Regions from separate parts of the Mus musculus genome. Here regions 2 and 3 are each linked to region 1. Evidence: chromatin contacts called from public Hi-C and HiChIP or PLAC-seq data. All regions are on one chromosome and are shown on one strand. The core of a region is the stretch at or near the end of the contact, and the rest is flanking DNA. Distances in the headings are between cores, read along the strand shown.

Region 1 (3,901 bases), core at 237-2,736:
TGGAGACCAGAGTAGTTCAAAGCCCTAAGGTGTGGGCATGCTTCTTTCTGCTCTGCAGCAAGCTTAATTTTACCCACTAGGTAGCACGTTTAATTATATCTGACTAGAAACTCTTTCTTCCTCCCAGAAGGAAAATCTTCACAGTGATTTGGTTTAGAGACTAGAGTGTGATTTGCTATTTATAAGGTGGAACAGATTAATAATTCCCATTATAGTCACCTAGTTGATGGTATTGTCAGTAAGAACAACTCAAAGACAAAGACTCAGGAACAGAGGGGAGCAGGGCCAGGCTACCTACCTAACACAGCTACACTGAGTAAGCTCGTTCTTGTTAAGAATTCCATTTGGTTTAGAAACAAAAATATGTCCTTATATTCAAGGTGGTTTAGTGATAGGAGAGAAAAGGGTGTGTGGGAGAGGGGGTAAACGACACATGACATTTACATCAGGTTTATTTCCAAAGGCTGGCATGCTATCACACAGCCTAGTGCTGAGCATGTATGGGGACCATTACGTACCTTACTACTAAAGAGAAAGCAAGGCCCAGGGAGGAACTCGGCATGGGGTGTTGGGGACTGGCTTGCCCTTCCACTGAGCATGGGGTTGTCCTTACTGCTCTTTACCGTGGAGACCACCACATGGAGGTGTGCGTGTATGGGGCTGGTGCCTTGTGCACTGGGCAGTGTTTTGGGGAGAGGTACAGGGCCTCTAAGAACCAGAGCCTGAGCATGGTCTGCCTCCAGACCTAGACTGTTAACAGGAAGAGCCCACATGCCTGGAGTCAAGTGAAGTCACCACAGATCACCTTGTTTTCTCAGGGACAGTCTCTGGGAATGTGAACCAAAGCTGTCTTCTCGGCAGTGAGAAGTGGGCTGGCAAGATTCTCTACCCTAGCCTCGGTCCCCGACAGCCACTGTGAGCAGAGCATGTGTTGTCTGGGTTAGGATCCCACAGCAACCTGAACCCCCCACCCCCAACCACCAATTTCCCCCGAGATTGTCATGAGGACATAGGCAAAGAATCTGCCCAGTTGCTGCAGACAGATCAGTCATGTTGACTGACTGAGTACCTGTCTAGTGGGCGAGCAGTGATGTGGCTGCTGGCTCGTCTGCAGACAGGTCCTTTTTGGGATGACGAAGGTAGAAGTGAGCCTACTCCTCACTTTGGAGCTGTGGCTTCTGTGCCTGGGAAACTGGGAGCCTATCTTGGATCATCACAGGCTACAGTAGGACCCAGAGGGATCCAACCTGAGACCTCACCCCATTCAGGAAGCTTCTCTAGGCCCTACAAAGTCCACTGACAAGCACAGGGGCTCTTTTAAAATTTAACTCCTCAGTGCTAACCAAGGACAAACTTAATGTGGAAAATGATCACAGGATTGAAAGATGAGAAGCCAAATTCTAGTCCCAGCTGTGCTGTGGCTGGGCAACTTCTGCATCCTGTGTCTCGGCTCTGAGTCACAAAAACTAACCTTATGTGTGACACACACGGGACTAAAATAAAACAGGTCACACTTGCACAGCAGATGCCGTGGCAGCCAGATACCTCCTTGGCAGGGGCATGCCGCCTCCTCAGCTCTCCCTCCCTCCTTCCCCTCCCGCTGTTGCTGTCGGCACGAGGGCTTATTCCCATCTTGTTCCCATCTTCCCACAGACACTGCTCCCTGCAGCTCTCTGTTTCCTGCCAGGGCTCATCTTCCTTGACTTCAACACCCAGGCTATCGCTGCTGACTACCAACTGCCACAGAGTGACCACTTTTAAATGTCTCCACTGCTGTGCACATGATAACTTCAGGGTGGGGCAACTTCTGGAATGGCCATCTGGCATCATCTTGGGCCATACTCTCTTCATCCCGAGCGCACCCCCCCCCCCGCCCCCCCGGCCCTTGTCATGACCTCTGCAGTCATTCAGCAAGACTGTCCATTTCCCTTCTTCACCTAGTTGACAGACAGGCCTTGTTACAACAGTGGTCATCCAAACCTCAGTGAGAAGACATTTCTTGTTCTATGCATTCATTCCTATGAGCAACACACCAATCTGTGTCTCACTAGCATAGCCTTCCCCACCTAATCCTCACATGGGGCTGCACAAAGCTAGCCTGTACAAAAACCTATTGTTCAGCTGGGTACTGACACTCAGACCAGTTGTGACAGGCTGACTACTGACTGGAGACTACGGCCATGTGTGCCACTGCACACGGGCCACCTCCCAGGAAGGTATTCTCTTCATTCTCACAAAGTGGGGCTGGAGGCCTTGGGGGAAAGTGGAGAACAACTGGACACATTTGGCCTACCATCTGCCTCACAAGGTACTGAGGACTAGGAATAACTGGACCAGGGCTGCAGGAGGTAGGCTTACAGCAAGCTGATGATGCCCAAGTCTTGTTGACCCACATGAACCAGAGCTCCTCCTGTGCTTGCTCTCTCCTTCACAGCTAGAAAACCACAGGGCAGCCAACAGCAAAGCAAGTTTCCCCACTGCTCAGACTTGAGTGTCTCCACTTAGAATCTCTAAGGACTGCTAGGCATCTGTAGCAAGATGAGCAGGAGAAGAGCAGGCTGAGCATGTCCCAGCTAGACCTGGGCACACGACACAGGGGGGAACATCCAGGCCTCTGAGGCACAGAATAAAGACTTCTGAAAACAGAAGATTCCCTTCTGGGCCTCGAAACCATTACTAACCGAGCAAGCTGAGGGCTGAGTGTGTTTGACCTGTTACCACTCTCCATCCATTCTTCTCCTGGCTGGCCCAGAGTCACATCACAGTGCTGGAGACGTCAGAGCTGGCCTCTGTCTGTCTGCTTATGCTGCCCACGCTCCTTCGTGGGTCAGAGACTCTGGCTCCCCTGGGGCCAGGTCCCACTCAGTGTAGCAGGATCTCCATCTATTCTGTGTAGCTCAAGATGCCCTGGGCCTGACAGCTTAGTGAAGCTCCTGCATAACCTTCAAATCTTTAACAACATTCACCTCTGAGGAGCTCAGGCATTCCTCGAAGCCCTTGCTTGTGTTCTTTTTATTACTTATTCACCATTGCTCCTCTATGCTAATCTCCTCTGTAACTAGATAATAAATTCCTATGGGCAATGGCTTTCGTTCCTCGATATGTATCAATCTTCTTATAGTTTTTGGCAGAGTGCTGAGCACACTGCATAATCTCAGCAGCCCACAAACCTGAGTCACAGAACTTCTACTTGAAAACAGCGGCAACTCCCACTCATTGCTAAGACTCCCCATCGCCCAGTGGATAGAATCCTAACTCTTTATGGCAGCTGGCAGCTGTGCACGGGGACAGGAAAGGAGTCAGTTTAAACGCTATTCTTCAGCTGTGTCCTCAGGGTCTTTCTCAGCTCTTGAAGTGAGCAAGGTGGAAGAAAGGGAACCTGGCCATCCCAAGAGTGCTGCAGTGACTAGGCAAGACAGAAAAAGATTCTAGCTTGCCTGTGTGTCCACCTGTGATAATTAGCTGTAGCTGTCAACTTGCCATACACAGATTCACCGGAGTTGTACTGAGGAATTAACTGCCCAGATCTGGTTGGCCCGTGAATGAGGTTGAAAGGTGACTGTCTTATCCTAAAAGTGGGTGGCACCATTCCCTGAATTTGGGTCCTGGGTGTTTCCAGTTCCTGCGGTGTCCTGACTTTCCTGCCATGATGAATTCTAAACTGGAGCTGTGAGCTAAACTAAATCTTTTCTCCCCTTGGTTGCTTTATCATAGCAACAGAAAAAGACCGCAGGACAACCAAGCAGTATGGGTGCTAACTCAAAGGTTAGTCTTCCCCAAATTATTCCCTTACCCACATGCACTTTCACATTTCAGTACATTCTCTGTGCTGTAACAACAGTGTCTTGGCTGGCCTCAGGCTTGGCACAATGCACTATGCTCATGTGCCCATGTGTGCTTG
Region 2 (3,630 bases), core at 411-2,910, 160 kb after region 1:
AACACTGTCTCCAGGAGGGCTGCAACTCAAGTCGGAGAAGCCTTGGTATCCCACGCACATGCCTAGGAAGAAAAGCTACTGTGCTAGGCAGGACATCCTGCACTGTGCCCACATCTTAGGCTGTGTGACACCCACTCTGATGGCCAGAAAGGAAGCAATGACTCTTGCAACTCTGTAACATCTGTAAATGTTCTAGAACTGCAGCATGAGAAACTAAAGCCAGAGAGATACAAGCGTGTTCCCCACACTGGCCAGAATGATGGAATAAAGTAAAACTCTACCTTATCCTGCAGGTCCATCTAAGATCCCACTGTGAGAATCAATTTCACTCTCTTCAGAACAGCTTCATGACCTCAAGATCCAAAGCAATGGAGAATATACAGGGGAGGGTGGCTGAAAATATGAAATATGAAATACTAAAGTAGTGCCTGGTTGACAGTGGTGACAAAGCTGACTGCACTGAAGCATCAGGTGTTTGTTTATACAGGACCAAGACAAACACACTTAAGATAGAGAGCATTGATTGCATCGCCAGCTCACTGTTTATATACCACCAGCTTACTATGGTCCATACTTAAAAAGGAAGAAAAAGAAAAAACGAAAGACAAAATCCATAGGGAAAAGAACAAAACACAAACAGGTGATTCCCCAAGAAGAAAGCTCAAGTGGGCAGCATCCACAAGGCCTGCCTGAAAGATCGCATGCAGCTCAAGGGATAAGAAGAGCTTTCCGTGCAGCCTCAAGGACCGGCAGGTACAGGGGCGCCCGAGGGCTGGAGCTTTCTGGACATGGAGCAGCTACCGATGCCTCGGGCGAAATTTCGTCAGCAACAGTTTGGCCTAGAAGAGTCCACACTGCACAGCTCCATTCCAGGAACAGCAACCACATACTGAGAGCCTATCTGCAAAGGTGCAGCTGCTCGGTGCAATGGTTCCTGAGAAAATAAACGTGCACCCGCAGGCCAGGCTACTGCACTTCCTAACAAAGAAATGAAAACTAACATTCAGAGAAAAAAGTACATAAGTGCTCGCAGCAGCTTTATTCATGACTGAAGCAACCCAAATGTCCTTCGGTGAATAAGCAGTTACACAACGGCAGTTTCATCTACGCCACAGACAATACTTGGCAATAAGAGGGACAAATGATGTGCAATGTGGATGAAACTCTGGGGAATTCAAGAGTGAAAAAGCCAACTGCAAAAAGTGAGATGCTACACCGCTCAGCTACACAACATTCTTGAAATGACAAACGACCCATGCCTGCCCAGCTGAGAAGCGTGTGCAACTGAGAACAAAGAGGGCTCTGGAGTGGATTGCCAATGTCTGTGTCAAGACCAGGGCTGTGACGCTATGGGACAGCTTTTGGCTTAAGGCTTTGGTTTGAGATGGTCTCATTGTATAGTTCACATTGGCCTGAATTCCCAATCTTCCTGCCTCGGCCCCATCAGTGCTGAGCTGCCCCCATAGCTGCTGCCACACTAGCTTCCCAGTCGAGAAGAAAGGTGCACAGGGTTTTCACTGTTGGTTAAACTGTATGACTCTCTAGCCATCTTAAATAAAAAGCTTATTTTAAAATAGAGAAGTGGTTGATCTTTCCTATTTGCATAGCTGTAAACTGAAGCATGATTAGTGACTAAGCCTGTGCCCAGTGACAACTTAGTGATGAGTGACAACTCCCAACACCAGAGCTCTGGCAGCATCAGTGAAATAGGGACCAAACTACAAGACACATTAACCACCGTCGGTAAAACATCACTCACTTCTTTTAAAGTCACTAGGCCGGGTACGGGAGAGTGTGATACCAGCACTGGGGGGAATGAGGCAAAATGGTCACAAATTTAGTTAATGTTATAAGACTCCTTTAAAAGAAGAAGAAAGGAGGAGGAGGAAGAGGAGGAAGAGGAGGAGGAAAAGGAAGAAGAGGAGGAGGAGGAAGAGGAGGAAGAGGAGGAGGAGGAGGAAGAAGAAGAAGAAGACAACGACGACGACAACGACCACCACCCTGCTCAACTGGTGTTTTGCTTAGCACCCACCTAAGAATGGATCACAACAGGAACAAGTTAGGAAACTTGAGAAGTCACAATGAGCCAGTTTAACACATCTCTGAAACTATCCCTAACCTAATGGTGACATTTCTGTTGCAGTGGGCAGCACACAGTCAGGCATCAAGAATCTGTCAACCCCACAGGCTTTTATTCTGCAGCCACAAAATTGTGTCATCAGCAGCCCAGCTCCTGGGGCAATTTTCTGCTTCTTTGCCTCTTCCATTCAAAGACTAGCTCATTATTTTGTTTAATGACTATTATCTAAATTTATGAAGACTGAGAAAATTACTTTAACTACTTTTGTAATGCAAATATATTTTATAGGTTCTTAATATTTAATTACAATTCATTGGTGCTCTCACTAAAGCAACTCCCAGGCAGCATTTAGTGTCGACACAGAACATCAGCTAGGGAAGTTCGGTTCTAGCCCATTACTTCACACAAAATTCTAAAGAATTCTAAAGTTTTTTCTTCCCCAATATATCTGCTACTTCTCTCAGTGAGAACAACTTAGCACACATCCGTGCGAGCTAGTGCGACTGTCTGACGGGGTGACACACATTTGCTGACTCCTCTGTGCCTTAGAGTGAGACAGCAATGCATATGGAAGTCAGTCAGGCGCTACCTGGAGCCAACGTGAACCACCCACTGCAGCTGCAGTGGCTTCTGGAAAGCTCCCTCCCCTACAGGAAGGTTGGCTCACCAAGCCCCAACTACATACAACACAGACATGCTGAACCCCCTTGCCTGCCTTCTGTAGCCAAGAGTTCTGGTACAAGCCAGGCAGAGATGTACCCATGACAAGCACCCAGCTAAGTCTCTAAGGAACCTTTTAGGGTGACCCCACTTCATGTGTGTGGCCCTAACTTACTGCTGGGAAGCTTTGAGCCGTTCTAGGTGACTACACGGGAAGAGCACCCTAGGAAGTTCATGGCTGACTTGCTGCATGACCTCACCATACACACCTGGTCCCCAGGCTGGTTTTATCCACCATCCTCTCACTAACAGTAAACCAGCCCACTGTGTCTTTAGGGAATCATCAAATCGAGGAATAAAGGGCTGAGAGGTCTTAGAAACTTGGATCCAACACCATAACTGTACAACAAGCAATAATCAACTTCCTCACCATCGCTCCTAAAACTCTTCAAAAGAGGCAGCAGCCCCAGCAATTACCAGCTTCCCACTCAGTGCACGTTAACGCTGATTACAAAGCACACCTGCCGCTAGATCTGACGCTCTGGGTAATGCACAGCTGTAGGACTACTCCTCATCTACTTCAATGTCTCCTTGATAGGTTTCTCTTGGCTTGACAAGAAGACAAATTAGATTTTAAATTATTTTCAATTTTACTCAACAGAGTCCATAGGTCAGATGGTCTGGGTAAAAGTGAAAGTATTCTTGTGGAATGAGATGTTTTCATGACAGGGAACGCAGTGACTATAGAGCTGGGGATGCAGTCTAGCTGGTAGAGTTAGTACGTACGAAACCTTGGGCTCAACCCCCAGCATCACACCCAAACCTGGTGTCACACTGCGCACCTGTTCAGGAGAATCAGAAATTCAAGTTCAGCCAGGTGGTGGCGGCTT
Region 3 (3,917 bases), core at 591-3,090, 170 kb before region 1:
GTGCAGATGACAAGATGCTGAAGGGAAGAGAGAACCTGAGAGACTGAAGGTGGCAGAAAACTGGAGTGTAGACCTTGCCTGGGCTCAGTGCACTGAGCAGCCTCCTGCAGATATGCTGAGGCAGGAAAAGACCAGACTCCACCCAAGGCCCTTCAGGCCCCAGGTGAACCCCAGGTGAAGGGCCCCTGATCCAACATGGAGAGGATGACATTTTCATAGATCTGAGCTTGAAAGGGGGAACATCTGGCCAGTTAGATGGCTCTATGGGTAAAAGCACTTGCTACTCAGCACAGTGACCTAAGTTTAACCCCCAGAGCCCATATAGAGCTCCATTGCGGAAACGGGTGGCCTGCATAATAGACCTCAACTACAGGGTTCATAGGAAAGGGCTACAGCCCCTGACAGCAGGTGTCCAAGCAATGCCTGGTTGCCAGAGTTACTAGGACTAGGTCTCCCAACGCTGGGAAGGCCCAGCTGAGCAAGGGCTAAATGCTGCTTGTCCCCATTACTATAGGCACAGCATCCCCTGCTGAGAGCCGTTGCTCAGACAGCCCCATCTTCTGAGCAGCAAGGGTGAGCGAAGCATGAAAAAAATAAATAAGAGAAAAGAGCCCCCAGGGTCTCTGAGTAGTAGGTCCCTGGTGGTCTCCTCACAGAGACAGAGGGCGCACTGCCCTCTGAGATTCTTCCACCAGGTGCCAGGATGGGTGTGGTGGCAAACCTGCAGGGGTCCCAGCCAGACCCCAAGTCATGCTCATGCAGCCAAAGATCAGTGCATAGTCCTGTGTCCTAGATCTCAGTGGGTTCCCTGGGCATTTTGTGGAGAAGCCAGCTGGCAGGAATAAGGGTCCAGGAGAACTAAGTTTGCTTTACATACCATCAGGGACTCTGCTCCTGGACCCTCCAAAGTAAGAAAGGAAAACACACACACACACACACACACACACACACACACACACACACACCACCAGAGGTGCCAGTCAGTCAAACCCTTGCAGGTTCAGGAAACTGGATCCAGCGGCCACAGGACCCCATGTGAGCCCCAATTTTAAGCAGCATCTGAAGACCATCCCAGAAGGACACATTAATAAGCACAGCTGTAACGTGGCCACTGTGTTCTCTGCTGGAAGAGAGACAGGCTTCCCTCAGACCATGGGAGTGGCTGAAATGCTCCATATGCAAAGTCTTAGAGGGTGGCAGACAGGGACTGCTTCTCTGTAGTCAGCAGCCCAGGTGGAGTTGCAGGGTCTGGAGAGGAGGCACCTGCATCCCCTGTGTGATTGGAGATGCTATAGCTTCCTAGAGGTCAGTTTGCCCCCAGAGCACAGTAGGAGCCTAACAGTAGGAGCCCTGTGCTACTGGCTTGTCAACAGTGGGTGCTCGACTGCTGAGCACCCCAGTCATTCTGAGAGGAGGCAGAACTGCCATCCTCTCCGCAGTAGCAGAGGGGCTCTATGCCAAGGGGTCAGCTGCTCAAACCTGGCTGGAAGCACACATTACCTTCCAGAGCCTTCTGAAGCAAATATCCATAATGCTCAATTATTCTGGTGGCTTCTAGAGCGGAAAGGCACCTCTGAGAGCTAATTAGCATACGCCTGAACAAGGCCCGAATATAGAGCTCTCATTAGGTGAAGACAGACAGCTGAGGGGGCTGCCAGGGCACCGTGCTGTTAAAACCACCGGGAGGCAAGAGGGGCGGACAGGAGGTGAGACAGTCAAACCCTCCCTAACCTCCCCCCCTCCCCACTGGACAGTTACCAATCCTGCCTTCTCTCAGCTACTCTCCACACACTGGTTCCTCAGACGCTCTTCGCCCATCTATGGGAAAGCCAGAGTGGAATGCGGCCAAGGGGTGACCAAGAGAAAAATCAATGGCTGTGTTGCCATGGTGATAGCGGTAGACAGCAGAGCTTATAGTCATGTTGTTCTGAAACAGAACAAGTCCAAAAGCCACCTCAATGTCCATGTTGTGACAACAGTTGTACCATGGATACTAGGGACTCTGAGGAAAGTAGGGAGAGGCAGGGCCAAGTTCAGGCTGGCATCCAATGTCACCACTGTCCTGAGTCACTGACCACTATTTCCATCTTGCCTGCTCAGGTTCCTGGACCAGTGTCATCCAGGGGACTGCTCCTATCTGAGGATTTTCAGGCACCTTAGTCAGTTGTGGACCACATGTCTTCGAGTCATTGTACAGAGGCAGCTGCTGCACAGGTCCCACTGTGGCAAAGAGACAAAGATGTTGGGACAAGACCTAATGTCCTCCCCATATAGGTGAGCAGTCAGAATCTTCCGAGGGAACAGGCTCTCGGGGCCACTCCCTGCCCTTGTCCACTAGAGATCATCTCAGTGAGACCTGCTGGTCCTCAGTCCTGTCTGACTCTTCTTCTACCTGGTGTCTGTAAGGAGACTCAGGTCTGACTGGAGAAGGAAGTGACCATGTCCCCACTCCCATCCATGGCGCCTAAGCTCCTTTGGTAAAGCAAACTTGACCCTTTGTGTGAGAAGCCAAGCTCCTGCCCACAGTGGACACATAGAGTCCACTATCTTCTTTCTGGGTAAATTTACCCCTTAAAATCAGCCGATCCGAGGGAACAAGCATACCTCAAAGGCTGGTTAGCAATGTTGCTTTGTCAGCCTGGTACAGCATCAACTCTGAGTCCTGAGCAAGCGTCACAGGGTAGGAAGCCCGACAGGGACAGGCGCCCAGGCCATCAGCACTTTCACATGCTCAGCAGCACCAAGACCTCAGAACTCTAGTGTCTAAGCAGAAAGAAGTACTACTGATGTGGAAGACACCAGCAACTCGAGCCGAAGTCCATTCTGGGATCCAGCTACCCTGGGGATTTGACAAAAGTTCCAGCAGACAGACAGACGGGGGGTGAAAGGTGGATGGGCAGCTCAGAACCTTCCTGAGGGCTGCTGTCCCACAGACCAGCGCCTGTCTGATGACTGGGCTCCAGTCTGCCTTTCATCTCTTCAGCATTCACTGTCCTCTGACACTTCAGAGACGCGTCTAGCATTCCTAGACATTGTGTGGATGTGGGACTGTCTATGCCATACTCACTTCAGCTCGCAGGCTATCCAGGACATGTCTGAGCCCATTCTTCAGTGATACACTACTTTCATGAGACTCCAGGTCAGGAATCAAGTGTTTCCAATATAAAACTTATACCAAGGATGATGTAACACAAGCCCAGAGTTGTTAAAAGATTTCAGTTATTAAAAAGATAGGACCTGTTACTGTTAGTTAAAACTCGTTTTTAGATTTATTTTATATATACACAAGTGTTTTGTCTGCATGTGGATATGTGTACCAGTCAGGCCCACAGCTGGTTGTGAGCTAATATGGATTCTAGAAGCTGATCCCAGGTTAACTGCTTAGCCATCACTCCAGCCCATTTTTTAGTTTTTTCACACAGAATCTCATGTAGCCTTGGGCTATATAATCATACTGTCTGGGCTCCCCCAGTGCTGGGATCACAGGTTTGAGCCAAACCTGCTGCTTCCTCCTTTAGGACCGTTTTGTGGTTCATTTCTTTGATTTTGTTTTTGGGAGTACTTGAAACTAAGTCTCAAAGCCAAGTGATTTCAGGGGTCCCTGGTTTGAGGCCACCTCAACTTCCCTCCTGTATACATGCCAAAATGCACATGATCTAACCCCTGTGGCAACTGCTCTTTAGGGGACCAGCTACATAGATGCCTTTAATCTCAGACTTGGCTCTTGACTAGTCTTGCTACTGGACAAAAATCCTGTACTGTTTGCCACCTAGGGCTACTGGAAGACCCTCGGCCCTCTCTGTACCTTCCCATGTTTCTGACAGCATCCAGTAGCCCATCTCTCCTCATTGCAAAGGTCTGTTGGGAAGCATAGGTCCCCATTCTCTCAGCTGCTGTGGTCTGTATGCAGGTGCCTG

What was found. A called contact is a pair of places that touch in the nucleus more often than the background predicts. HiChIP or PLAC-seq counts read pairs in DNA pulled down with a chosen protein or histone mark.
Region 2: a contact with region 1 is called in a Hi-C map of bone marrow-derived macrophages, with 34 read pairs. The contact joins two enhancer-like sites. A contact is called at or near these places in 1 of 15 datasets of contacts at CTCF or cohesin (the NIH/3T3 cell line), 2 of 484 Hi-C or Micro-C datasets (bone marrow-derived macrophages and uterus), 7 of 115 datasets of contacts at active chromatin or transcription factors (differentiating embryonic stem cells, embryonic stem cells, epiblast stem cells and 1 more) and 3 of 9 other capture datasets (adipose tissue, liver and pancreatic islet).
Region 3: a FOXA1 HiChIP or PLAC-seq map of pancreatic cancer cells shows a contact between it and region 1. The contact joins two enhancer-like sites.

What each region holds. Positions count from the first base shown.
Region 1 is chr11:119,794,191-119,798,091 of GRCm38.p6, reverse strand. The region is part of intron 7 of Rptor (regulatory associated protein of MTOR, complex 1); the gene reads right to left. Among named protein-coding and RNA genes, the nearest start is that of Rptoros, 38 kb to the left of the region's middle. Within about 2 kb of position 1,486, at least 79 of the 459 cell types and tissues checked have an H3K27ac peak or open chromatin away from gene starts, as enhancers often do. A contact at or near this core is called in bone marrow-derived macrophages and pancreatic cancer cells, where this site is marked.
Region 2 is chr11:119,638,196-119,641,825 of GRCm38.p6, reverse strand. The region is part of intron 1 of Rptor (regulatory associated protein of MTOR, complex 1); the gene reads right to left. Among named protein-coding and RNA genes, the nearest start is that of Rptor, 37 kb to the right of the region's middle. Within about 2 kb of position 1,660, at least 16 of the 459 cell types and tissues checked have an H3K27ac peak or open chromatin away from gene starts, as enhancers often do. A contact at or near this core is called in bone marrow-derived macrophages, where this site is marked.
Region 3 is chr11:119,968,199-119,972,115 of GRCm38.p6, reverse strand. All of the region lies in intron 3 of Baiap2 (brain-specific angiogenesis inhibitor 1-associated protein 2), which reads right to left. Among named protein-coding and RNA genes, the nearest start is that of Gm11767, 27 kb to the right of the region's middle. Within about 2 kb of position 1,840, at least 36 of the 459 cell types and tissues checked have an H3K27ac peak or open chromatin away from gene starts, as enhancers often do. A contact at or near this core is called in pancreatic cancer cells, where this site is marked.